Regions from separate parts of the Mus musculus genome. Here all the other regions are linked to region 2. Evidence: chromatin contacts called from public HiChIP or PLAC-seq, Micro-C and promoter capture Hi-C data. All regions are on one chromosome and are shown on one strand. Each heading gives the region's core, a stretch centred on a gene start, on an enhancer-like site or on the middle of the called end of the contact. The rest is flanking DNA. Distances are from core to core; before and after follow the strand shown. Region 1 holds the start of Rgl3 (ral guanine nucleotide dissociation stimulator-like 3). Region 2 holds the start of Smarca4 (SWI/SNF related, matrix associated, actin dependent regulator of chromatin, subfamily a, member 4). Region 3 holds the start of Pde4a (phosphodiesterase 4A, cAMP specific). Region 4 holds the start of Keap1 (kelch-like ECH-associated protein 1). Region 5 holds the start of Elof1 (ELF1 homolog, elongation factor 1). Region 6 holds the start of Elavl3 (ELAV like RNA binding protein 3). Region 7 holds the start of Tyk2 (tyrosine kinase 2).

What was found. Promoter capture Hi-C pulls out the DNA fragments that hold promoters and counts their contacts. A called contact is a pair of places that touch in the nucleus more often than the background predicts. HiChIP or PLAC-seq counts read pairs in DNA pulled down with a chosen protein or histone mark.
Region 1: a contact with region 2 is called in an H3K27ac HiChIP or PLAC-seq map of embryonic stem cells, with 4 times the contacts expected there. The contact joins the promoter of Rgl3 here to the promoter of Smarca4 in region 2. A contact is called at or near these places in 7 of 39 promoter capture datasets (embryonic stem cells, hematopoietic stem and progenitor cells, hippocampal neurons and 3 more), 1 of 484 Hi-C or Micro-C datasets (Th1 cells), 3 of 115 datasets of contacts at active chromatin or transcription factors (all in embryonic stem cells) and 1 of 9 other capture datasets (embryonic stem cells).
Region 3: a contact with region 2 is called in an H3K27ac HiChIP or PLAC-seq map of microglia, with 7 times the contacts expected there. The contact joins the promoter of Pde4a here to the promoter of Smarca4 in region 2. A contact is called at or near these places in 5 of 39 promoter capture datasets (frontonasal cranial neural crest, hematopoietic stem and progenitor cells, liver and 1 more), 2 of 484 Hi-C or Micro-C datasets (CD4 T cells and embryonic stem cells), 2 of 115 datasets of contacts at active chromatin or transcription factors (microglia and pancreatic cancer cells) and 1 of 9 other capture datasets (liver).
Region 4: a contact with region 2 is called in a Micro-C map of embryonic stem cells, with 5 times the contacts expected there. The contact joins the promoter of Keap1 here to the promoter of Smarca4 in region 2. A contact is called at or near these places in 5 of 39 promoter capture datasets (the C10 cell line, cranial neural crest, liver and 1 more), 1 of 484 Hi-C or Micro-C datasets (embryonic stem cells), 1 of 115 datasets of contacts at active chromatin or transcription factors (microglia) and 2 of 9 other capture datasets (adipose tissue and liver).
Region 5: a contact with region 2 is called in an H3K4me3 HiChIP or PLAC-seq map of embryonic stem cells, with 9 times the contacts expected there. The contact joins the promoter of Elof1 here to the promoter of Smarca4 in region 2. A contact is called at or near these places in 1 of 39 promoter capture datasets (liver), 1 of 484 Hi-C or Micro-C datasets (embryonic stem cells), 3 of 115 datasets of contacts at active chromatin or transcription factors (embryonic stem cells and microglia) and 1 of 9 other capture datasets (pancreatic islet).
Region 6: a Micro-C map of embryonic stem cells shows a contact between it and region 2, with 6 times the contacts expected there. The contact joins the promoter of Elavl3 here to the promoter of Smarca4 in region 2. A contact is called at or near these places in 5 of 39 promoter capture datasets (HPC-7-derived erythroid cells, embryonic stem cells, liver and 1 more), 8 of 484 Hi-C or Micro-C datasets (CD4 T cells, cerebral cortex, cortical neurons and 3 more), 6 of 115 datasets of contacts at active chromatin or transcription factors (bone marrow-derived macrophages, embryonic forebrain, embryonic hindbrain and 2 more) and 1 of 9 other capture datasets (embryonic stem cells).
Region 7: a promoter capture Hi-C map of pre-B cells shows a contact between it and region 2, with 2.3 times the contacts expected there. The contact joins the promoter of Tyk2 here to the promoter of Smarca4 in region 2. A contact is called at or near these places in 2 of 39 promoter capture datasets (neutrophils and pre-B cells) and 1 of 9 other capture datasets (liver).

The regions. Positions count from the first base shown.
Region 1 is chr9:21,987,304-21,991,102 of GRCm38.p6, forward strand. It overlaps Rgl3 (ral guanine nucleotide dissociation stimulator-like 3), which reads right to left and starts at 2,150. Exons shown (of 19, transcript NM_023622.4): 1 at 2,062-2,150; 2 at 1,546-1,656; 3 at 743-972; 4 at 548-601; 5 at 196-410. The coding sequence starts at 2,094. It overlaps Ccdc151 (coiled-coil domain containing 151), which reads right to left. Exons shown (of 13, transcript NM_029939.3): 11 at 3,499-3,654; 12 at 3,094-3,178; 13 at 2,568-2,941. The coding sequence ends at 2,823. Gm36414 (a long non-coding RNA gene) reads left to right here and starts at 2,193. Exons shown (of 2, transcript XR_379185.4): 1 at 2,193-2,336; 2 at 3,283-3,405.
Region 2 is chr9:21,614,742-21,618,221 of GRCm38.p6, forward strand. Smarca4 (SWI/SNF related, matrix associated, actin dependent regulator of chromatin, subfamily a, member 4) reads left to right here and starts at 1,428. Exons shown (of 34, transcript NM_001174078.1): 1 at 1,428-1,659.
Region 3 is chr9:21,163,927-21,167,335 of GRCm38.p6, forward strand. Pde4a (phosphodiesterase 4A, cAMP specific) reads left to right here and starts at 1,788. Exons shown (of 15, transcript NM_183408.3): 1 at 1,788-2,306. The coding sequence starts at 2,002. Gm36118 (a long non-coding RNA gene) reads right to left here and starts at 1,742. Exons shown (of 3, transcript XR_870565.1): 1 at 1,003-1,742.
Region 4 is chr9:21,237,731-21,241,236 of GRCm38.p6, forward strand. It overlaps Keap1 (kelch-like ECH-associated protein 1), which reads right to left and starts at 1,602. Exons shown (of 5, transcript NM_016679.4): 1 at 1-1,602.
Region 5 is chr9:22,115,383-22,118,822 of GRCm38.p6, forward strand. It overlaps Elof1 (ELF1 homolog, elongation factor 1), which reads right to left and starts at 1,813. Exons shown (of 3, transcript NM_001357311.1): 1 at 1,728-1,813.
Region 6 is chr9:22,049,738-22,053,573 of GRCm38.p6, forward strand. It overlaps Elavl3 (ELAV like RNA binding protein 3), which reads right to left and starts at 2,286. Exons shown (of 7, transcript NM_010487.2): 1 at 1,853-2,286. The coding sequence starts at 1,861.
Region 7 is chr9:21,130,019-21,133,359 of GRCm38.p6, forward strand. Tyk2 (tyrosine kinase 2) reads right to left here and starts at 1,257. Exons shown (of 25, transcript NM_018793.2): 1 at 1,154-1,257.

The sequences.
Region 1 (3,799 bases), core at 900-3,399, 370 kb after region 2:
AGGGAGGGAGGGAGGGAGGGAAGAGAGTTTTGTCCAAGAGCTGGGGGGTGTGGCTCAGGGGTATAACGTTTGCACAAAAGTCTGAGTTTATTCCCAAGCACCAAAATAAATAAATAAAATGTATTCGGGGTCTGTCATTTGGAGCTGGGCAGGTGGTATTCTCTCAGAATGTCACCTGAATTGACTGTCCCTTACCTGACCAAGCCAGTCGCTTTTCCTCCTCTGTCTGCTCTCCCTTAGCCTCCTTCAAGAAATCTTCTAGAAGTTTCTCTGCTTCCCTGGCTTCTGCCCCTCCTGGGGCTGCCCAGCCCAAAAAGATTCGGACATTGCCTAGGTTCTGATGATCAGGGGGATCCCGGAAGTCCTGAGGATGATTTCGCAGCCAAGAACCCAGCACCGAAACTACAGCCCTGAACAGAGGGGTGTGTGGCTCAAAATTGAGTCCAAGGATCTAAACGTTCCCAACCTTGCAGTCGTCAGACCCGACCTTGAGATCCCTCCCCCACGCTCCCTTGGGTCGAGGGTGTGGACGGGAATGGAAACCGACCTCAGGTTCTTGCTGAAGTTCAGATCTTGTCCCTCTGTCCTCTTGCTGTCTACCCTGGGAAGAAAGCCTCTATCAGATGGGAACAGAGCTATAGGGCGTTAGGACCTCGGTTCTAAATTTGAGGTGTATGTGTGTGTGCGCAGGTAGATGGGGTTCTGGGGATGGGGACATGCGGGTCTCCTGAAAATGACTGACCCAGCAGGAGGTGGTGGCGGCGGCGGTGGCGGGGGTAGCAGAAAACCCAAAACGCGGGCTGTGGGTACAAAGGCCCGGTGGGTGGCCAGGAAGGCAGGCACGAAGCCAGGATCCTGCTCGCGGTCTCCGGACACCAACTCATGCACCAGCCGCTCCAGTCGGGCGGCCCTCAGCGCCCGCACCTTGCTGGTTCGGTAATGAAGGAAGGTGTCGGTAGCCGGGATGGGGGTCTGCGGGGGAGTGGGGCAGTGAATGAAATAAGGTGAGGAGCGTTCCAAGCACCTTGTTTCCAATTATACCCATCTCTGGCACTTTTTTTGGGGGGGTGTGACTGTGTCCTTTTCTGAAACTCCGAGACTCCCTAAATATACACCAATCATGCAATGCTCACATCAACCCCGCAGGACACCCCACTACTCTAGCACTTCCCTCTGTGCCCTCCTCACCCCGCCACCCCAGGCTTCAGGCAGTTTTGCAGCCAAGCTTCACTGGCCAAGCCTGAGTCCCACCCATCACCACCTGGCCGCTCCTCCGTTCTGCTTTCCTGCACCCTGCCGGTCAGTTTCGCCTTTGGGGGGAGCGCTATCACCTGGCCCCACCCCGTTTCCTGGATTCAAACCAAGTCACCTGGCCGCCCCCAGGCCCTTTCCACACACCTGGTCGCCTCTTAGCTCCGCCCTTCCTCCTGGCCCCGTAGTTCTAGGGAGGCTCACCCTCAGCTCTCCAGCTTCCCCCTCTCCTCCCAACTCCCAGGCCCCTGAGCTGAGTCCGCCCTCACTTGCTCGCCTCAGTCCCTTCCTCACCTGGCCTTCTCCAGACCTCTCTGGGGTCGAGCGCTGGCTGCGCTGCCGCCGCAGGGAGACGCTGTACACGGCGCCATCCTCGGTCTCCTCGCCCCAGTCCTGCAGCGGCGCCTGGATGTGGAGGCGGGCTCAGGGAAGTCCCTCCGGCTTCAGCCCCCTGCCTTTATGTTTGGCCCACTTTCCCGAACAGAGTATTCAAGACTCGGGGTGGGATCCCAGGTCTTCGCCACGGATACCCTTCTCCCAGGTCTTGAGTGGATGGAGTATCATTTGGGGATATCCCAGAGTCCAATGTCACAAAGAATCTGTCACCTCCTCCTGAGATTCCTCAGACCCCCGTCCCCATCCCCCAAACTAGCCGCTTCACGGGGTCAGGAACTCTGAATCCCCAAATGGGGACTCCAAGGCACATCCATTTTGCAGAAAGATTAGAAAACGAGGGGCGGTCGCCTGGAGTTTCTGAATCTGGGGGTACACTAGGGACGTGGGGTCCGAGGATCCCCAGCTTCCTCTTACCAGGGCCAGCTCTTTGCCCGCTGTCCTCTCCATGGCCCCGGTGCCCGTCCTGCTCCCTGGCGCCGCTGAGTGAAGCGGAAGGGCCAGCGGGCAGTGGGGCGGGGCAGCCGAGCGTCCAGTCGTGGGGCGGGGCTGGGCAAGGCGGTCCCACAATTCCAGAGGTCCCCAGCCGGACCCCATCCCCGCACCCAGGCTAGCCTAGAAGTCCCGTTCCTTCCCAGAAGTGCGGGTCAATCTGTCACTCAGACATATGGGTGCAGGGGACACGACAACAGGTCTGTGTCCCTGGGAGGGAAGTGCTTTATACTAGGTTGGGGTTGATCAATCCCAGGTGTCGAGGGTGTCTCCTATGTCTGGAGGAGAAGGAGGGCACACTGAATCTGTACCATAGGTGATGGAAGCCATGCCATCTCAGGCTAGAAGCCGCGAAGTGTCTGTGGCCCTGCATTTTGTGGGGGCAGCCTTTTGGGGGCGGTGCAGGGTCAAAAAGAGGTGAATACCCAGGGGGTTGTTCAGTGACCTTTATTGCGCGATTCCGAGGCGGGCACCAACCCGCCTCGAGAGATTTACTGTGGGAACTTCTGGCTCGGCCTTTTCTCTCCTCCGGGCGCTGCTGGCCTGCGGTGCTCCCTGCTTGAGCTTCCTCCAAGCCCTTGAAGGAGCCTCCGGGGCTCCCAGACACACACCACCCGTAGGTGGACCCAGAGGGTCGGAGGGCTCCCTAGAGTCCCGGAGGCATCCGATAGGACTTGACTGCGAGTCTAAGATCTGCGCAACCTATTGCGCTTCTTGCTGCGGGCTTCGATTAACTTCTGGGAACGGAGCTTGAAGGCAGCGCGGGTCACCACATCACGGTCATCATCCTCACTCTCCTCTTCATCTACAGAGAGAGGCAGGGGTGGGTGATGGGGAGGGTGAGGGACCGTTTCTTTTTCCCTTCCCAGCCTTCGCCACACCATGCACCTCCTCCTTGGCCTTGACTTAAGGCCACCTCGCGCCCCTCCCATTCATCCCCCTTTGGCCCACACTGACCAAAGAACTTGTCCTTGACACTGGCGACGGGCAGAAGGATGCGGGTGTTGTATAGGGGCAGCTTTCCTTCTAGCGTGGCCAGGAACTGCGGGGGGGGGGGGTAGGGGGAGGCCGGAGAGAGATGTGGGATGGCAGTGAGGCTCTGTTCCACCTCCGTGCACCTTACATTGAGTTTCTACCGGATTCTAGGTGGAGATCACTGCCCACCCTTCGCTGCCTGGTTTCGGAGGCCCTGCCACCTGAGATCCACCCAGTCCAGGCTTCGCTACTCTGGTTATGAAGCTCACGCCCATTCAGCACCTGTTTCCTATGTCAGTCTGCTCTCTGATTTTCGACCCTCCCTCCCCCACCCCCACCCCCACCCCCTGCCTTGGTCCCCACTGGCCGCGGAGGATGTGTGTGAACCTCTCGGTCTGCTATGTGTCGCAGCAACTCAGGCACGTCCTGGCTCTCCAGTTGGTCCTGCAGTTTCAGCAGCTTTTCCTGGACAACTACCAGCAGATTGTAAGCGTAGTCCTCTGAGTCCCGGTCTAACTTCTTTCCTGCCAATACCGTATCATCCTGTGGTGGGGACGGGCCAAGTTAGCTGAGAGATACCGTGCACCTAGGTGGGGACACGATTCACCCAACAAGTGGGCTTTCATAGCTTTGAGGTGCGTGTCTACCACTACTGGGCAGGGCCTCTAAAATGAAAACCTAGCCTTGA
Region 2 (3,480 bases), core at 178-2,677:
AGGATCCAGTTCCAGGTCAGCCAGAGCTACACAAAGAAACTCTGTCCTCGAAAAACAAAAACAAAACAAAACAACCAAGCGAAAATACCATGATAGTTTGCCAGTCTTGGTATCTTGGGTCTGTAACCCTAGCGTTTAAGAGGCAGTAGCAGGCCAGTGATTTAATGGCCTGAAACATTCTTTTTTGTTCTTTGTGGCAGAAAACACCCTTTTGTTTGTTTACTTAGAGAAGGTCTCACTTTGTATCCATGGCTGCCCTGGAACCTCACTATGTAAAAGACCAAGCTGGATTGGTACATGCATGCAGCACTCAGGAAGGAAGATGTCTGAGTTCGAGGCCAGCTTAGTCTAGAGCAAGTGCCAGGACAGCCACGGCTACACAAAGAAAACCCGTCTTAAAAAACTAAAGACAGCCGGGCGTGGTGGCGCACGCCTTTAATCCCAGCACTCGGGAGGCAGAGGCAGGCGGATTTCTTGAGTTCGAGGCCAGTCTGGTCTACAGAGTGAGTTCCAGGACAGCCAGGGCTACACAGAGAAACCCTGTCTCGAAAAACCAAAAAAATAAAAACAAACAAACAAACAAACAAACAAACCATAAAGACACACAACAAAAACAAGTAACACCTTGGTAACAAACTCAAGAGATCCACCTGCCTCTGCCTCCCGAACACTACCAAATATTTTAAAAACTCAACCAGAGGCATGAATCTACAGATTTGGACAGAGTTCTATGCTCCAAGGCTAATGGCTTTCTTGGAAATCAGAAGTTAAATTGTGAATATGGCTGTTTCTACCTCACACTCTGTATTTTACTTATTCATTCGGTTGCCTCCCCACAGACTGTAATAGAGGGCAGCAAGTAGCCGATAGCAGCTCAATAAATATTTGTAAAGCTAATTACTGGGCCTCAGCAGGTTCTGCAGGAAATGTGGCCAGGGCAGAGTCTTGCAGAGCAGGCAGGGCAGCGCCAGAACCAGGATCAAAGCGTTTCCCGGGCCTGCACTTAGCACCGCGTGGGCTCTGCCGGTCCTGGGATAGCTTGGCCATCTCTCCGCTTCTCTTTCCTCCCTGGGTGCTCCAACTGCTCCGAGCCTGAGGACTTTAATTTCATCCTTACTATCTCCCATCTGGACCACCCACCCCCTCCCCCAACCTTTAAGCGTCGCCGCAGTGCTACCCCCACTGCGCATGCCTCCCGGCTTGAGGCCCAGTTTCGTGCCTGGGAGGTAGATGTGCGCTTGCGCAGAGCCGCCCCGAGCCCCCCACAGGGGCGGTGCACCAGGATCTTGTGCAGCCTCTGGGCCCGCCCACCTCCTCGCGCCCTCAAAGGACTAGTACGCGTGCGCACAGCGAATGGCTGAGCATGCGCGCAGAGAGCGGAAGGGTGGGCTGGCGCGCGCACGAGGCCGGCCGGGCAGCGGAAGCAGGGCAAGTGGAGCGGGTAGACAGGGAGGCGGGGGCGCGCGGCGGGCGCGTGCGGTGGGGGGGGGTGGCCTGGCGAAGCCCAGCGGGCGCGCGCGCGAGGCTTTCCCACTCGCTTGGCAGCGGCGGAGACGGCTTCTTTGTTTCCTGAGGAGAAGCGAGACGCCCACTCTGTCCCCGACCCCTCGTGGAGGGTTGGGGGCGGCGCCAGGAAGGTTACGGCGCCGTTACCTCCAGGTAAGGAATGGAGGCTCCCGGGCGGAACCAGGCTCCCGGGGCTTGGGCAAGACGGTTTGAATGAAGCGGAGGCGCCGGGAGGGGGAGGGGGCAGCTGGGCGACCAAAGCGGGGTCGCGGTACGGCGGCGCCTGAGGGTCAAGAAGCCCTGCGCGCGCGTCTCAGGCCGCAGTGCAGCGAGACCGCGGCGGCTTCCTGACTGTGGCCGGCGAGGCGGGTGGCTCTGGGCCGCGTGAAGGCCGCGCGCGCGTTCTCGTAGGGTCTTGGACAAAGCTTCTTCCCTTTGGCGTTTCAGAGATCCAGATCCCCCACTTTAATTTCTGTGGACCCCAACTTTGAACAGTGGCTAGGTGTCGTGGGCTTTTCTGGCCTCGTTTGTAACGGGTGGGATCCCAATGCCCTGTGGTCGGGCGTCGGGAGCAACATTTTTACCTCAGTTATTGATGCCCAGTGTAGCTTGGACACAGTCATGAGCCCTCTTCGGTCTCCAGACCTTACTTTCTTCATGTTTATTATTTTTTTTTTTGATAAATTTCATTATTGCAGATTTTGAAGGAAAAATAAAGAATTTCTTCCATGGCTTCAAAATGTTTGCCTAAAAAGTGAAAGATGCCTGGGGACGTTTGCTCTCGGCGGCATTGTTTTTCTTTTGAGTCCCTTGGCCCTTCCCAGTTTTTAAGATAGGGTTTTTTATTTTAAAACACCGAAGGCAAGTGTTTTGTGCGGGTCCGAAGACATCTACTTGATCCCTTTTACCTCCAGTGACTCCTCAGGAACTAGAAACAAGTTTTTGTTTGAACTGACAGACAGCCTTTGAGTTTGATGCCCAGCGCCGGCTGCTGTCAGCTTGCTGTGTGGCCTTAGGCGAAATCGCTAATCTCGCCAAACCTCTTGGTTTCCTCCTTTGTACAAGGGAATTACTTTCGCTGTTAGGATTGGGAAGAACTAGGCAAATCGTTCCTACATCATCATTATTCTGATTTTGAAGACAGACTCTTATAACCTAGGCTGACATCCAGCTCCTCATGTAGACCAGGCTGGCTTCATCCTCACTTTGCTGCCTCCACCTCCCAAGTGCTGGGATGATGTTCAGCCAGGCTTCCTGCCCTGTTCTTTGTTCTTGACTGGTCCAGCAGATAGTTGAATCTTTTACTTTGTGTTACATGTCTGGTAGGGGAATGGGCAGTAAATATGGGGACGTTTCTCCTTGGCCTGCATGTGTATTAATTCATTAAGAAGTTTTGGGTTTGTTTTGATTCTCCTGGCCCCCTTCTGTTCTCACTGTATAGTCCTGGCTGTCCTAGAACTCTGTTACCGGCTGCCCTCAAATTCACACAGATTGGCCGCCTCTGCCCTCTGAGTACTGGGATTAAACTCTTGCATTAGCAAAGCCCTTAAGGCCACTTATGTTTTATTTTTATTTATTTATTATTTTTTATTTTTTAAGATTTATTTATTATTATATCTAAGTACACTGTAGCTGTCTTCAGACTCTCATTTCGGATAATTGTGAGCCACCATGTGGTTGCTGGGATTTGAACTCAGGACCTTCTAAAAGGCAGTCAGTGCTCTTAACCACTGAGCCATCTCTCCTGCCCTTGTTTTTTTTTTTTTTTAATTAATTCAGTTTTGTTTGTTTTTTGTTTTTCCAGACAGGGTTTCTCTGTATAGCCCTAGCTGTCCTGGAACTCACTCTGTAGACCAAGGTGGCCTTGAACTTAGAAATTTGCCTGCCTCTGCCTCCTGAGTGCTGGGATTAAAGGTGTGTGCCACCATGCCCTGTTTATTTGTTTTTTTGAGACAGGGTCTCTCTGTGCAGCCC
Region 3 (3,409 bases), core at 538-3,037, 450 kb before region 2:
TGGGGCTGTTGGTGGGGGGCCAGTTCTTATGCCGCGCTCCTTCACCCACGCTAGGAGTCCCCTCCTGCTAGAGAAAAGCGGTTGAGGAAGTTGGAAATTGGGAAAGGTTCAATTGCCTGTGTGTTAATAAGAACGGGGGTGGGGGCAAGAATACAAGGCTTGTCCCCCTAGACGACCAGGAGAGGTGATGTAGGGGGCGAGGGCTTGGGCCAAGGGACATTGCAGCACCTGAGCAGCGATCTAGCCTGGGAGGGAAGTGAGAAACGGGAGGGCACACAGCACTCCACCCCCCAGCCCAGCAGCCATCGGGGCTCAGCCAGAGCCGGGAGGAGGGATGGCGACTCGCTCGGATTCCCACTCGCTCTTTGCTCGTTCGCTCGGCACGGCGCTGAGGGAGGCGGGAGCGTGAGTCACGGCAACTCCGGATTTAGGTGCCGGAAGGGGGGTTCTGAGGGCGGGGGACGCGGGGAAAAGGCTCCGATTGTTTACTCGCCTGAAAACGTCAGGGGTGGGTTTCACCCTCCAATGCTCTCCTATCCCAGCTACCCCTCCCACCTGCCTCAGTTTACCTTTCGAAGAACAGCTTAAAGTCTTTAAAAATTAAAAGAAGAGGGGGCGGCGATTGGGCCAGCGGGATTCTCAGTGGGTAAGGGCGTTTGCCTCCAAGCTTGCCTATTTGAATTCGATTCCCAAGGCCCACTAGGGAATCGTTAGGAGAGAACTGACTTCTGCAGAATGTCCTCTGTCCTCTCCTATCCTCGGCATCTAATGGGTATTCGCAAGGACTGAGGGTGCACAGCTGGACCAAATCTTGCTGCAGTAGTTGAGATATGTAGCATTTGGATGATGAAGTGGGAGACTCGAGTTCCCATACACACACACACACACACACACACACACACACACACACACAAATAATGTAATTTAAAAATTCTGAAAGATAAGAGGTAGCGATACCTATATATTAGTCACAGGGGGACCCAAAGGGACACACTCCCATACCTCCAGATGCCTCCAGGCCGACCATACACCAACATGCGTCCTCAGTCACAGACAACTGAGGAAGAATCACGTGCACAACTCGCACCAGCATCCTCCCATTATAATGACAATACAGCGCCGGAGTGCGTGGGAAGGTGTGCACAGTCCTGGGCCACCGGAACAGACCCCACGGGACGCTCCGCCCTCCCGACGGGTCGTACACGTGCGCGCGCCTTCTTACACCCCCCCGACAGCAGCAGCGGGAGCAGTCACCACGTGCGCGCACACACTTCCAGGCGTCATCGAAAACATAGACAACCCTCGGAAGGGGCCACGTGCGCTCACATCCCGCCAGGCGGTGGAGGAGCCACACGCTGTCATTGGTCCTGCGTGCAATACTGTTAGCTTGCAGACACCGCGTCCTGGTGGCACGAGGACCACTCCCGCAAAAGGGGACCTGGGATAAAGGGTGACAGGGGTTCTAAAAACGAGGATACGACAGCCCCTGACTCCGCCCTAGCCTTGATGGATGCGGCTGAGTGACACCCCGCCAACCAGTCGGATGTCTTCGTCCCGATGCCATTAACCCTTTAACTCTTCGGTCCCTGTGCGTTGTTTGCTGCTCCAAAGGGCTCTTGGAGATTGGCGCGCGTTGGCGCCCCCTCCCCGGCGGGAATGGGTTGTGCGTGGGTGTGGAGGACCGCCACCCTCCTCTCCTTGGAGGAGGAGGGGGTGGCGCTGTGACAGTCGCCAGGCGGGCGGGCGGGTGGGGGGGCAGGGAGGGGCGGGCCGGGGCGGGGAGTCGCGGCTGGCGCCGGGTTCCGAGAGCGCAGCGGGCTCCAAGCGCCAGGAGGACACCGGCGCCGCCGCCGTCCGCGTTCTCCGTCCTTGGGCGCCATGGCCCCACTGAGGCCAGGAGCTCCCGTGGGTCCCCAAGCACCTCGGCCGTGGCGCCACTGAGCTCGGACAGGCCAGGGGACGTTTTTGCCCCCGGGCACCCCACAAGACAGAGCGGGAGCCATGGAGCCTCCGGCCGCCCCCTCGGAGAGGAGCCTGTCTCTCTCTCTTCCCGGGCCCCGAGAGGGCCAGGCCACCCTGAAGCCGCCCCCCCAGCACCTGTGGCGGCAGCCGAGGACCCCGATCCGCATCCAGCAGCGCGGCTACTCGGACAGTGCCGAGCGCTCAGAGCCAGAGCGCTCGCCGCACCGGCCCATAGAGCGCGCCGACGCCGTGGACACTGGCGACCGGCCAGGCCTGCGGACTACCCGCATGTCCTGGCCCTCGTCCTTCCACGGCACCGGTACCGGCGGAGGCAGCAGTAGGCGGTGAGACTCCCCCGGCGAGCGGAGCGCACAAGCGCTCGAGGGGCGCCACGCGCAATGCTGGCCAAAGGGGGCGCTGTGGGGCGGATGGGGGGGCCAGCGTGACCCGCGTGGGTGGAGAGAGGGGGCGCCACTGCACCAGAAGCCCTTTAACTTATGGGATACCCAGGGTAAAGTTGAGGGTCGGGGGGATCCATGCTGTTTTAGGGCTCTCTACAAGCTTAGCCAGTAATGGTACAGAGCAGCTGCTGGAATGGGAGTACCTCTTGGAGAGACTGACTGAGGCTGGACTAATTGTGGGGTGTCCTAGGGAACATTCGATAAGGGGTGACTGAAGAACCACGCTGGATACTTCCCATGGGGTAGCACACTAGACGCTAGTGGGTGGAGAATTGGATCAGGGCAGCCCTACAGTAGCTGGTGTTAGTCCAGGCTGTATTATGACTTGGAACAAGCCCTAGCCAGGCAGTTAGGGCTTCATGGCACCCCAAGGTGCCCCATGGACCTGTGCCAAGGGCATGTGAGGTCCCATCAAAGAAGAATTCCCACCTTTCTGAAGTGACAGATGAAGGTGTGTAGAGTAGCTGGGATTCCTGCCATGGTAGCCTCAGGGAGGGGTCTTCAGTTGTGTGTGACAGGCTGGGGCTGCCTGTACTTGGGGCTCTGCCTAACTCTGCTATGAAGACAGTGATTGTGACAGTGGCATTGTGCTTCTGGGCTTCTGTAACTGTCCCAGGGTGACTATGTTGGTGTCTGTCACAGAGCTGTAACAGCATGGCTGTATCTGTACTCCACAGAGTGCAGTTGTGACATGATGACAGTGATGGCTGGCTCTGCCATAGTGTCTGTGGTGGTGACAGAGTAACTGTGTCCTTGTGGGACCATGGTTAATGTGGCATAGTGACTGTTTGCTTCAAGGACAGCAGATCGACAGTTTCCATGTTCCAGGGGACACCTCCTTGCTGGCAGGATATGTTCCACAGACTCAGAGCTTTGGGGCTGTTATATGTGCCAACCTTCCCTGAGGCCCTGTGAGACAATGTGACCACTCTTGTGGTCAGCCGAGGCTGGCCTTGAACTTGTGACGGTCCTGCTTTGGCTTCCTA
Region 4 (3,506 bases), core at 352-2,851, 380 kb before region 2:
CAGTTCCTCTGCTAGCCGTTAGGGGCCTGGAGGGAGGGAAGAGCACAGCGCTGGGAACAGAGGCTGGGTTAGACCAGACCCTGCCACTTTATTTTATTTTATTTGAGACAGGGTCTTACATAGCCTAGGCTGGCTTCCAACTCACTATGCAACCAAAGCTGGCTCCTCCCGAGTGCTGGGATTACAGTATGTGCCACCATGTCCAGCCAGGCTTCTTTTTTTGCAAGACTAAGCAATGATATCTAAGTGCAGATTTTGCCAAGCCAAGTAAACTGGACACAGCCGGCTCCATTCAAACTAACTTCTCAACTCGCGGGCCTTCAGGGCATATCATGTTCCTTTTCCTGCTCAGAATCACCCAACACCTTTCACCGAGCCCAAGAATGGAAACCCCAAATCGTCAATGGCCTGTAAAACTCCACACCCGCTTTCCAACCTCTTCACTGTTCCAGCCATCCTTCCCTCCCCTTGCCTTCGTCCAACATGTCAGATTCCTTTCAACACCACACCAACATTTACAGAGCCTGCCATTTATGTATTTGGGACTGCTCTGAGCTCCAGAGACACAGCGAGAAGACAGAAAAGGCCTAAAAATAAAGCAAGGTCTGTATAGGAAACACTAAGCGAACACCAAGCTCCTGGGGCAAGAGAGTGTGCAGCATCTGGAACACCCACGGGGAGGGATTCAGGAGACCCTTGGAGACCTGGGGCCAGGGGAGGAATTATGCTTTCAAAGAAGATGTGGGGAGACAAGAGAGGGTCTGCGTCTGGCTCCCCAGGTTCTGGGCTCAGCCTGGAGTCGCGACTCCGCGTGTTTTGTCTATTAGATCACCGTGGGGAGGGGGGGGATGAAATGCTCCAGGGGCCCCAGCTAGTGAGCGACTGTCACGCGTGACCACACTGCCGGAGCTCGGGCCTGGCATTGCGCAGGGGGCTGTGCAGCGGCCGCCCGGTACCCGGCGCCTGCTCCAGCGGCCTCCCCACCGCTCGGAGGCGCAGCCCTGACGCCGGGAGAGCCCGCAGGGCCTGGTCCCGGGCCGCGGCCTGGAGCGGCTCACTCACCCCGCCATGGCCGCGCTCTGCCTCCGCCTCCGCCGCGCGGGTCACGGTGACTAAGCACAGCGCGCCACCCTGTCACAATAAGAGTCCCGGGGCGCCGGCCGCGGGCGACCCCTACCTCTACTCGCCGCGGCCACCACCCTACGAGGGCTCACGGGCTCGGCGGCGGGGTGCGCGCTTGGAGAAGGGCACGCGCTTCCCCCCACCGCGTGCACGGCCCCACGCGCGACCGCGGGCAGCTCCCGGAGCTGGCTCCCCACCGCATCCTCCGCGGGCGCTCGCTCACCTCCGTCCCACCCCCCCGGGTGTCTCTGTAGGTGCCACGCGTCCAATCCGCGCCGCCGGGCCGCCACGCGCCGCGCTTCCGGGAAGAGAGGAGGGGGACCGGAGTGGGGGTGGAGGGCTCGGATCGGGGCAGCGGTGCTGCGGGGTCCCGGGCGGCACGCGTGGGAGGAGCGGGAGGGCGGAAACGGGCGGCGGGTACGCAGAGGCAGTTCCAGCCCTTCCTGCAGGTGCCGGGCGGAGGGAGCAGGGCGTGGGTCTGGGCGGCCCTAGGAGGCTGCCTCCGGGTTAGGCTGTCCGGTACGCCTCCAGCTGAACCTGCACCGGCGGACCCTCCCACAGCCTGCACGGTCCAACTAGACCCATCTACCTGGTTGCGATATTTATCTTCTTGTAAAATAACTTTTTAATGTTTTTATTTCAATTTGTATTTTACTTTGTGCGTGTGGGTGTTTTGCCTGTATATGTATGTCTGTGCAACGTGGGCTGTGCAGTGTCCCCTAAAGTTACAGGTGGTTGTTAGCTACCATGCAAATGGGGGAATTGAACCCTGGACCACTGCAGGAGCAGCAAGTACTCTTAACTGCTGAGCCATCACTCCAGCCTTATAACTTCTTTTTGAGACAGGCCTCATTACATAGCCCTGGCTGGCCTTGAACACACAGAAACCTTCCTGCCTCTGCCTCTGCCTCCTTCGTGTGCTGTGGTTAAAGGCTGGGATATCACTCTGGGCTTTGTGTACATTAATTTGTGTGTGTGCTTGTGTTGAGGTCGGGGACGGCTGGCAGAAACTGATTCTCTTCCCCTATGTGGAGCCTGCAAAGTGCAGCTCGAGTGCTCCAGAGACACACTCTCCTCTCTGTGTGTTCATGTTTTCATGAGGAGAGGTATGGCATTCATCTGAGGGTGTTGGAGTGTTGGAATGCCCAGAGCTGCCTCTTTGTATTTCTCGTAACATCTTTATATATTTTTAATGGTAAGAGATACTTATTTGCTGCATATGGCATTTATGAGAGAAAGTTATTTTCTTGAACTATCAAGATGGCTCAGTGGGTAAAGGAGCGTCTGGCCAATTCTGGCCACCTAAGTTCCACCTCTGGTACTCACATAGTAGTAGAAAGCTTCCTCCTTCAGGTTGTTGTCCGATAACCTCCACATACACACATAAATTAACTTTGAAACATAAAGTTAAGCCAGGCGTGGTGGCGCACGCCTTTAATCCCAGCACTTGGGAGGCAGAGGCCAGCCTGGTCTACCCAGTGAGTTCCAGGACAGCCAGGCTACACAGAGAAACCCTGTCTCGGAAAACCAGGAAAGGTGGTTTAGAACACGTGTTGCTTTTGCAGAGGACCTGGAGTCCACTGCCACGATGCCTCACAGCCATCCATAGCTCCAGTTCAAGGGGACCCCATGCTGTCTTCTGACCTCTGTGGGCACCATGCAGGTAGGTGGTGCGCAGACATACAGGCAAGCAAAGTACTCGTGTACATAAAAGGAAATAAATCTAAAAATAAGAATATTGAGGGGACACATCTGTAATCCCAGCCACCAGGGCACTGAAGCAGGAGGATTACCTCCAGTTCACAGTAAGCCTGCTCGACCTAGCAAGACCTTATATCAGAAAACAAATGAATAAATATCAAAGAAAAGGATAGTTTCAAAAGAAATTTACCACGGGAGTCTGAAGCAGAGGGTTGAATGTTTGAGAACAGCCCAGACTACACAGTGAGACTCTGTCTGGGGTCAGGGAGGCAAGGAAAGCCAGGCATGGTGTCGTATACCCTTAATTTTAGAAGAAGCAGAGACAGGTGGATCTCTGTGAATTTGAGACAAGCCAGGGCTCATAGCAAGTTCCAGGCCAGCCTGGACTGCATGGTAAAACCTTACTTTGTTCTATTAACTTAATAATTTAAACAAAACAACAACAAAAATGCAGGACAGCTGAAATTGGGACACACTTGTAATGCCAGCACCCAGGAAGCTGGAGGAGAAGGATCAGAAAAGTGAAGGACGTCCTTGGCTACAAAGTGGTACAGCCTGCCTTACATAGTGAGACCCTCTTCCAAAATCAAAATGGCAAAAAACAACAACCAAAAAACCCATCTCAGGTCATTTTCCCACAGAATATGTCTGGAAGGTCTCTACAAATCCCAACAGTGCTTTTT
Region 5 (3,440 bases), core at 563-3,062, 500 kb after region 2:
AATAAATCTTTAAAAAATAAAATAAAATAAAGGTTTACAGTTGTTTTGTTTTTTTCAAGACAGGGTTTCTCTGTGTAGCCCTGGCTGTCCTGGAACTCACTTTGTAGACCAGGCTGGCCTCGAACTCAGAAATCCGCCTGCCTCTGCCTCCCGAGTGCTGGGATTAAAGGCGTGTGCCACCACCGCCCAGCAGGTTTACAGCTCTTAACATGAAAACTCAACAGGGTTTCTCTGTGTAGCCCTGGCTGTCCTGGAACTCACTATGTAGACCAGGCTAGCCTTGAACTCAGAGATCCAAGTTTATCATCCACCTGCCCCTGTCTCTCCTGGGCTGGGATTAAAGGCGTGTGCCACCACCACCTGGCAACAGGAACACGCTTAACTGGATGAATTCAGCTGATAGTAGCCAAGCATGGATAAGGCTCTAGGGCAGGGGTCCTCAATCTGTGGGTTTTGAGGTCACATATCAGATACCCTGGATCCAGATATGGCAGACACAAAAGATAAAAATAAATAAATCTTTAATATATCTGTACTAATAGTTACAGATGACAGGCTCCTGAGAAAACTTGTAACTGGATGAATCCTATTTCTACGAGGCTATTAGAGCGAAATACAAATCTCTGAGCTGGGGCTACTTTGGGTGAAAGAGATCAGGAAAGACCTTCTCTTCTGGAGTCATTCCAGATGACAAAAGGCAGCTTTGATGACAAGACAGCCAGGAAGAGTCTGAGCCAGATGAAGGGTTTTCTCGTCGTTTTACTTCAGAACGAATGGCTGAAGCTCCCGGAGCAACGGAGACAAAAGTGTGAGACACACAAAAGGAAAGGCCAAACCCTCACGGTGAAGCGTTGCCTGGTGCCGAGCCCAGCTGTCAACTGTCTAGGTGGATGTGTTTGCATCCCCTCCCATCTGGCCCTGGCAACCAGCTAGCTACAACGGAATCGCAGGCGGGGCAGGCGGGGCATCTTAGTCGATCCTGTCTCAGCTGCTATGGGCACTGCTGCCAAGCCAGAAAAGCTGAATTTGGAACCCTAACCCACGTAAAGGTGGAAAGCGAGGATGTATTTCCCAAGTTGTCCATTAACTTCTGTACACATTCTACTACACATATAGGGAAAAATGTAGGACAAAAGATTTCTAACACTTTCAAAATAGGGCAAGGGAGATGGCTTGGCAGGTGAAGTTGTTGGCTGCCTCTCTCTCTCTCTCTCTCTCTCTCTCTCCCGCGCGCGCACACACACACAGCATCCAAAACAAACTCACGATCACCTTAAAACTCCTCAAAGCTCCTCCGGCGTCTGCCACCCTGCCCATCAATCTCTGAGGAAGGATTTCACTTGGTCACTGCTGTATCCCCAGGACGCACAGTGCTTGGTATACCTTAGGCACTTAATAACTACTTGTTGAACAAATCAGTGAATTGCCCGGAATCTGTCTCTGTGGGGCCCCAGAATCCCACCGGCAAACCGCAGCCTGCGAACGAGCCATGGTGTCCCGAGGCGACCGGGACGGCGGGAAGGGATCTGGGCAGAGCGACGGCGTCCGCCTCACCCAGGTTTCGGTGGCGCCGCCCGCTCGCCCAGCTGCAGGGATCCAGGGGTCAGGCTCCCCACGAGGCCGTCCTCAAAGCCATGCCCCGGCCTCAGCTCTACGCCCTGCGGGTGATCTAGAGAAGAGCGCCGGTCCGCCCGGCCCAACGCCCGCCCGCGAGACCCTACACTTACTTGTACCAGCCCTGCCTCTCAGCCAAGGCCGCTTCACCCAGGAGACGCTAACTTCCGGCCCCTAACGGAAACGGAAATATCGCTTTGGGTTTCCCGCCCACTCCTTAACCAATTAAATGCGCGTGTAGACCCCGCCTCCAACTACCTGGCTCCGCGCAATTGTTACAGCGCATGCGCCACAGTCCTGCTCAATCACAAGCAAAATCCTAGGGGTGTTCGTGATCGCGAGGAGCGGTGGCTCCACCTGTACTCATCCTGGTTAAGGTCCTCACCTGTAATCATCTTCCTGGATTCGTCTCACTTGTCTTACCTCCTTGAAACCCTAGATTTTCCCTACCCTCCATGCTCACTCCAATATCCTAGCCCTAGAAGAGACGAGTTGGGAGAGGGAGGGGATCAGCGGGATTGTGAGACAGGAGAACGGGTAAGGGGGTTTAATGGTCAAAATACATTGTACTAGTCAGAGTTCTCTACAGTCACAGAACTTATGGAATGTCTCTATATTGAGGGGATTTATTGTGATGACTTAACAGTCTGTAGTCCAACTACCCGAACGATGGTCAGCTGTGAATGGGAAGTCCAAGAATCTAGTAGTTCGTCGCTCAGTCCCACGAGGCCAGTTGGTTTAGCTGGTAAAGAAATAGAAATAGGTTCCAACAGACGTACTGGCAAGTAAATGCAAGCAGGCGAAGAAAAGTGAGCCTTCCTTCTTCCAGGGTCCTTATATGGGCCTCCAGCACGCTTGTCAGGTAAGCTTGAAGACAGGAGCTTGAATCCCTAGCATCTACAGAAAAGCCAGGTAGGCTTGGTTACCCGCCTGTAATCCAAGCCTGCAGGAGACAGGATCCCCAGGGCACGGTGACTAGCCAGATGAGGTGAGTTCTGGGTTCAAGAGACACTGCGTTACATCAATATGTAAGATGGAGAGATGTGAGGGTCTGGCTTTCACATGCAGACCCTCACAAATATACCTGCTGAGTACATACTTCTTTTCTTAATTAAAGGCTCTGACCAGCAAGATGGCTCAGCGGGTAAAGGCAATTCTTAACACACACACACACACACACACACACACACACACACACACACGGAAAGTGCTTAGCTGTGTCACACGTTGTTACGCATGCTTTAAAGAGAATGCCCTATAGGGGGCAGTGCCATCCTTGGAACTGCCTTTTCTGAAGACCATTTCTGGTTGGCAGCATCTACTCACACAGGAGTGTAGTGGTTCAGGACTTAAATCCCAGTACTCAGAAGGCAGAAACAAGATCTGTGCTAGTTCTTAACCAGCCTGGGCTAATGTGAATAATTCAAAGCTAACCTTGGCAACAGTGGGAGGCTCACAAAAACAAAACAAAACCACAAATGCACGTGGGATAAGTCTATGCATGTTACCCTGTAGCTTGCCGACTTGATGAAATATCTTGCCTGCAGCGTGAGAGAAGACGAGTTTCTTCTGGCTCACAATTCAAGGGCATGGTCTGCGGCGACGTGGAAGACTGGCAGCAGGGGCTTGGGGCAGCCAATCACAGGGTTTCTCTCTATAGCCCATTCTGACAATGAAATCCTTCTATCTCAGCCTCCTGAGCTGGGATTACAGGTGTGTTCAACCATGCCGTGCTTTTGACTCCTAACCACAAGGACTTGGCCAGCCATCATGCCTCGTATCAAAATAAATAAAATCACAGAATTAAAATAAACAATCCGATGTCT
Region 6 (3,836 bases), core at 1,036-3,535, 440 kb after region 2:
CCCCCAGACTCCCTCTTTGTAACTGCCCTTACTCCCAATCACACACAGCTGAAGAAGGAATTTGTCAGCAACACACCTAAAGCTACTTGCTCCTCAGACCCCCTTGGCCTCCAGCTGGGCCTCTGGCCTCCAGTCACAGTGACAGATGCCTGGATACTGGTGACAATAGGGCTTTGAGTGGCTATCTAAGCACAGCAAGTCAGGGCCACCACGTGGTACAGACCGAACCTTGTATTTCTGAGCCCTTTTCCTTCTACTTCTAATCTACGAGGGGCCCCACTGAATCCGGCATCCCCTCACTTCCTCCTGGTCTATCCTCAAGGCATCCCTTCTTGAGTGTCCCCACCACCACCAGTGGTAATTCCAGGCCTCCAAGGGTCTCCAGGCCCTGCTGTAACCTCTGACCACACCCTCTTCTCTTTTCAAACAGAACAACAGATGAGGGAAGTCTTGGAGGTATATTGTAGGGTTTCTGAGAGTCTCCAGGAGGCTACATTCCTGTTCTCAGACCTGGATGAGCACCTTGAGGCCCAGAGATGGTAAGAAAATAGCCTGAGGTCACACAGCAAGCTGAGCCCTTGGGAAGGCATGGGGAGGAGGTGGTTCTTTCTTAAAGCCAGGTGGCCTAGTGCCAGGGCCCAGGAGAGAGGAGACTCAAGATGGACTACTGAGCTTCCCGACCCCCACCGTGCACACCACGACTCGAAAAGGAGGCCGGGAACAACACTTGGTGTTCAGAGACACACAGGAAGAGATCTCCAAAGAGCGGAAAAGGTAGGCTGGGCGCGGGGACCAGACAAAGGACGCTTGGCGGCGCGGGGAGCTAGTCGCTCAGGGAGGCGGGGGTGGAGCCAGGGTGCGGTGAGCACTGGCCAGCCCCGCCCCGGGACACGCCCGGGCTGCGGGGTGGAGGTCCTAGGGCTCGCTTGAGGCCAGGTCCAGGGGGCCTAGGGGCGGGGCCTGGATGGGCGTGGCACGACAGGGCGTGGCATGTCGGGCGGGGCCGTGAGTTCGGGAGCTGACCAGCTCCGAGGCTGCTGAAAGCAACCGTGCGCCGGCCAGGCGGCCCGATTTGCGGGCGCGTTCAAGGTCACCCTGCGGCCCGGAGCCCTGACCGGGGAGGGCGCGTGCAGCAGGCCCTATGGAGTACTGCTGCAGCCCCGGACGCCCTCACCCGGAGGCAGCGGCCGGGGAACGGGGAGCCCCCCTCCCGCACTACCCCCCCCCCCGCAGCCCCAAGGCCCCGCGCGAGGCTACGGCCCGGCGGAGAAACAAAGGGATCACGGCGGCCGCCGCGAGGCCTCAGGGCGCCCCCTCCTCTTCCCCTCCCCGCTTGCCGCAAGGTCGACGGGGTTCGAGGACGAAGATGCCCGCCTTTCGGGTGCGGCTCGGGCTTAGAGCAGCGCGATCCGACGCCACCCGCCTCTCCATCTCCCCTCCCCCCCAAAAAGCTCTCAGAGAAGGCCGAGTGGCATTACCCGGACCAACAGTGGGAGATCGTGGCCCTTGTCCTCCTGGGCGGCCTGCGGGTCTGGGCCTGGGATGCTGGAAGCATCCTCCGCCGCCGCGGCCCCTCCCCCACAGCCTTCCAGTGAGGAGCCACAAGGACCACCGGGTGGCTGAGGGCACCCTGTACACAGCCTGGCTTTCCAAAGCCTCTCGAACCAGGCTCCACTCCCCAAAACTCCGGATGCAGCTCTGGCCACTCTCAGGCCCGAGGCGCGGTACTACCCCCCCCCCTCCCCTAGGCCTAGCTAGGCCTGGTCCTACCCCCCCACTCCCCGCGTTTCCGTGGAGCCAGCCTCCGCCCCTCCCTCCCGTGTTCGTCTCGCGGCGACAAGGGAGTACCTACAGTGACCATTCTTGTGTGCCCGGCGGGCGCGGTCCGTATCGAGGGCGGCTCCGGGGGTCGTGCACTCCTAGGGGGGCGCCTGGTGCTCACGCCGGGGTCCCGCCCGGGCGTCTGCGTCTGCGGCCGCTGCAGAGGAGGAGATGGAGGCGGCGGCGCCTTCGAAGGCCGGGAACTGACCCGAGCCTGGGGATGCGCGCTTCGACGGCCAGACCCCCAGCGGCAGGTGGATGGAGGGAGCGGGCACGCAGTGGAGGGTGCCCGGAGCGCGGCCCCGCCGGGCCTGAAGAAGTCGCTCTTTCTGTGACTGAGATCTCGGCAGCTCTGCCTTCTGCGGCGGGCCCTCAGTTCGGCCTGTCCCGTGCCGGGTGATGGGTCCTCTCCTCTCGCCCGCCCTCCCTCCCTCCCACCGGCCCGCGCTGCGCGCTCCGCGCTCTGGGTCGCACTGCCGCCGCCCCCAGCCCTTTATAGAGGCAGCTGCCAGCGCCGGCGTCGCTCATTGGCTGAGACGGTGGGTCTCCGCCTCCTCCCGGCTCCCGACGGCGCGGCAGGTGGAAGCGAGTGCGGGCCTAGACTCTGCGTGCCAAAAGAGAATAGGATGAGGCATCAGATCTTGGCTCTTTCTTGCCTGCGGACTCTGACTCTAGTCTTGACACCACTCTCGAGTATTACTTTAGCTTTGCCGACAAATTGGGTTCCCCTCTTCAGTCCAGCATCTAACTCTGAAGGGGTAAAAAACAGCCTTTGGTGACCCAAACACAACCAGGGGTGCATGGGTGATGTCTGGGAGGGCTGGGAAAGGGCAAACACTCAGACCCAGACCCGTTCTGCTAGATCCGAAGTGAACAGTTTTTGTTTCCACATGGCCTCTGGTGATATTAGAATACTAGGTGTGGTGAGCCAGGAAGGTAGTTTGAGTCTAGCATGGGCTACACAGCACTTTATGCTGATCTGGGCTACATAGCAAACTTCAGGCTGTTGCGTGCTGCTTAGGAGACCCTGGGTTTTTTTTTTTTTAATTAAAGAACAAAGAAAAGAAAATCTAAACAAACAAACAACAACAACAACAAAAAAACCCAAACCAAACCAACCAACCAACCAAACATAAAACAAAAGTAAGGTGAGCACGATGTAAGGCTAACTTTAGAAGATAGTCAGAGTGATCAAGAGTTCAAAGCCAGCCTGGGTTACATAAGACCGGTTCTCAAAAATAAATAAAATAAAATAAAACAAAACAGAAGGCTGCAGGAAGCTGGAAAGATAGCTCAGCAAGAAAAGGTTCTTGCCATACAGGCCTGGAAATCTGATGTTTGTTTGTTTGTTTTTTGAGACAGGGTTCCTCGGTGTAGCACTGACTGTCCTGGAACGTCCTTGATAGGTCAGAGTGGCCTCCAGCTCAGGTATCCATCTGCCTCTCCCAGGTGTTGGAATGAAAGATATTTGCCACCATGCTAGGTAGCGACCTGAAGTGTGATCCCCTGAACCCATGTAAAGAAAGAAAGAGAGAATCAACTCTACATGGTACACACACACACACACACACACACACACACACACACACACACACGCACATGCACACACACTAATAGTAATAAATTAAAAAAAAATGGGTTGAGGATTGGTTCAGTTACTAGCCCATGAAACCCCAGATCCGATCCCTAGCACCACATAAACAAGCCTGGAATCACAACACTGGGGGTGCTGAGGCAAAAGGGTCAGAATCTTAAAGTCAGGGTCAGTTATGTAGTGAATTCCAGGCCAGCCTAGGCTACATAGACCTTGTAGCAAAATGAACAAAAAACAAAGAAGAACAGCAACAGAAAAAAGAAAGAAAGGAAAAGTGGTGGCGAGGGAAATGATTGAGCGTTTAGGGTGGTCTTTATCATCCTTGGAAGGACACACATTGTGTTGGTTTTAAGTGTGCCAAGTACTCTAGACCTCAGAATGTGGGCGCTAGCACCTTTTCTGTCAGGGGGACATCACACTG
Region 7 (3,341 bases), core at 7-2,506, 480 kb before region 2:
CACCATGACTGCCTGGCTTCCACACTTATAATAAGTGTGAACATTGTGCCTACATGTTTGTCTGTACCTCATATGTTCCTGGTACCGATGGAGGCCAGAAGATGGGGTAAGATCCCCTGGAACTGGAGTTATATATGGTTGAGAGCTGCCATGTGGGTGCTGGGAACTAAATCTAGGTCCTCTGTGTTAACAGTGACTGTAACCCTGAGTCGTTTCTCCTACTCCTTTACCTTATTTTTTGAGGCATGGTATTACTAAACCAAGGTCACTGTTCTGGCTGGGCTGTCTTGGGAGCCCCTAAGAGCTTCCTGTCTCCATCCCCTAGTGCTGGAGTGACATGCCTGCTGCCACACTCCGGTTTCTGTGAGTGTTGGGATTCAAACTTGGGTCCTTATGTTAGCAGGCACTTTTCCAACTGAGGGAACATCCATTCATCCTTTATGTTATGATTTTGATGTTGGTCCAACAGTGTAGCCCAGGCTATCCTGGAACTCACACTGTAGCTCACACTGGTCTCCAAAGCATGGTGGTCCTTTTGCCTCAGTATTCTAAATGCAGGAATAATGCACTATACTCAACATCACACACACACAATTTTAATTTTGAGGCAGCATTTTACAATAGAGCTCACAGCAATCCCTCTGCCTCTGCCTCCTCAGTGTTGGACTCGGAGGCAGATAGGTCAGCAAGCCCAACCTTGAGCCCACCAGCCTTAGTAATTTATGTGACTGTAGGCGCACCTACATACAGTCAGATCTGCCTGTAAAGGAGGCTGGGGCCAGTGTCTATCTCAAAGGCAAGAGAGAAAGCGTCTGGCACACAGTAAGCGGTTAATAGTTGTGGACCGTATCTATTCCTGTTCAGGGCGCCATCCTGGGGACATGGGCTTTTAAGAGAACTCCCTTCCTCCTTCCTGGATCGTCTCAAAAATTCAGGTTTAGCTTTGAAGACGAAATCCAGGTAGTTTGTACTTGCAGAAACTGCATCTCTCCGCACCGACTGTCCGAAAACTTGCCTACCTATCTGGCCCAGGCAATAACTGCACTGTGCACTCTCCAGGTAACCCACCAGTCTCACTCTGGGGCAGTGTTAATGCAGGCAAGTCCCAAGCCTCCTCGCTGCCAGCTTCCCACAGCGGACCCTCTGCACTCACCGTTTCCGGAGTACTCAGGCTTGGGACCCTGGACCCCGCCCCACTGCCTCGGGGAGCCGCTGGAAGTCCACCGCCTACGCGCCACTTGCCATTGGCTACCTGAAGTGCGCATGCCTTTGGCTGCGGTCCGTCCCACCCAGTTTACGGTCCTACATCCCTATTGGTCATTGTACGAGAACAGCGGCGTTCCGAATGTTGATGGTGAGGGATTATTTTAGTCGTGATTTGTTGGCGTGGCAAGCGGAACTGAGGAGGCCTCTACGATTGGACGTCGAAGGTGAGGGCGGAAACGCAGAGGAGGGCTGCAGGGCCGGGCGGAAAAGTGAGGTCTGTAGGCGAAGGACCTGGAACCCTCATTGCCTAGGCTTCTGCCCGTCGGCCTACACCAGGGTATCGCGGCTGCAGAGTCACCCAGGCTTGAGGCTCCCAGTGCTATCCCTACACATCCAACCTCTCCCATCACCACCCCTTTTAAAATACCGTATCCCAAGCCCCACCCCCCAAGCTTTCCTTGAACAGTCTTTGGTGAATAGGCTGTAGCTCAGTGCTTGCAATTAAGTGTGAAGACACATGCCTGTAGTCTCAGCACTTGAGTGGAAAAGAAAGCTCAGAAGAGATGGCTCAGAGGTTAAGAACACTGACTGCTCTTCCAGAGGTCCTGAGTTCAATTCCCAGCAACCACATGGTGGCTCACAACCATCTGTAATGGGATCCGATGCCCTCTAATGATGTGTCTGAAGACGCGACAGTGTACTCAAATACATAAAATAAATAATTTTTTTAAAAAAAAAGTTCAATGCCATCCTCTCTACTTTGAGTTGGGGCGAGATTTGAGAACGACATAGGCTGTATGAGACCCAGTTTTTGTTTTTGTTTAAAGATTTATTCAAGACGGGCAGTGGTTGCACATGCCTGTAATCCCAGCACTCGGGAGGCAGAGGCAGGCGGATCTCTGAGTTTGAAGCCAGCCTGGTCTACAGAGTGTGTTCTAGGACAGCAAGGACTACACAGAGAAATCCTGTCTCGAGAAACCAAAAAAAAAAAAAAAAAAAAAAATATTCATTGTTATATGTAGGAAGACTGTAGATGTCTTCAGACACACGGGAAGAGAGCATCAGGTCTTGTTAAGGATGTGTGCCACCTTGTGGTTGCCTGGATTTGAACTCCTGTCAATCAGCAGCCTATGCCTCCCTGCCTGTTGCCCATTTCCGAGGCTCTCCAAATATGTTTCCTTTAACTTCATTGACTTTTGTCCCTAGTCCAGATCTATATTAGTACGGTTCCACTCGGCCGGTGCACACCATCCATGAATCAGAAGCAGATTGCAAACTGCTCCAGAGATGATCTACACCGCACCAGACCCAAGCAGCCCTACAAACCAGAAAGCCCTGGACCTGCTAAAAACTAACGTGAGCCCAGGCGCCCAGCAAATGAGACTGTCCCTTCAGCTGGGTCGGCAAATCATACGCTTGTGGTGAATGCCTCACTGCCCTAATTTCCTCCCCTACTCTGGCTAACAGACCAGCCTCCCTGGGCTGTGACAGGGAGTCCTAATTTCACCAGAAAGTAGTTACAGAGCAGAGAGCATAACCCCTTCTCCTCAACAAAGTGCTGGGGTGCTCGATACCAGGAAACTCCCTGGTAAAGGAAACAAAATGGTGACTTTGTTTTGTTTTTTTCCCCTTTAAGATTTATTTATTTATTTATTTATTTATTTAGTGTATGTGAGTACACTGTAGCTGTCTTCAGACACACCAGAAGAGGGTGTCATCTCATTATGGGTGGTTGCTGGGATTTGAACTCAGGACCTTTGGAAGAGCAATCAGTGCTCTTACGCACTGAGCCAGCTTGCAAGCTCTATTATTCTTAATCATGATTCCTGCCTCTCTGTCTGTCTTTTGAGAAAGGGTTTCTCTGTGTGACCCTGGCTGTCCTTGAAGTCAGACTCACCTGCCACTGCCTCCTGAGTGCTGAGATTAAAGGCGTGCGCCACCACTGGCTGCTCTAGAAACTTTTCTATTGCTGTGATAAAACACCATGACCAAGGCAGTTCACAGAAGGCAAGTTTATTTGGGGCTTAGGGTTTCAGAGGGGAGGAATTCACCACCATGATGGCTTAAAGCACAGAGGAAAGCCCCAGGCATGCGGCTGGTAGAGCTGTGAAGTAACATCTGTAACCACAGGCAGG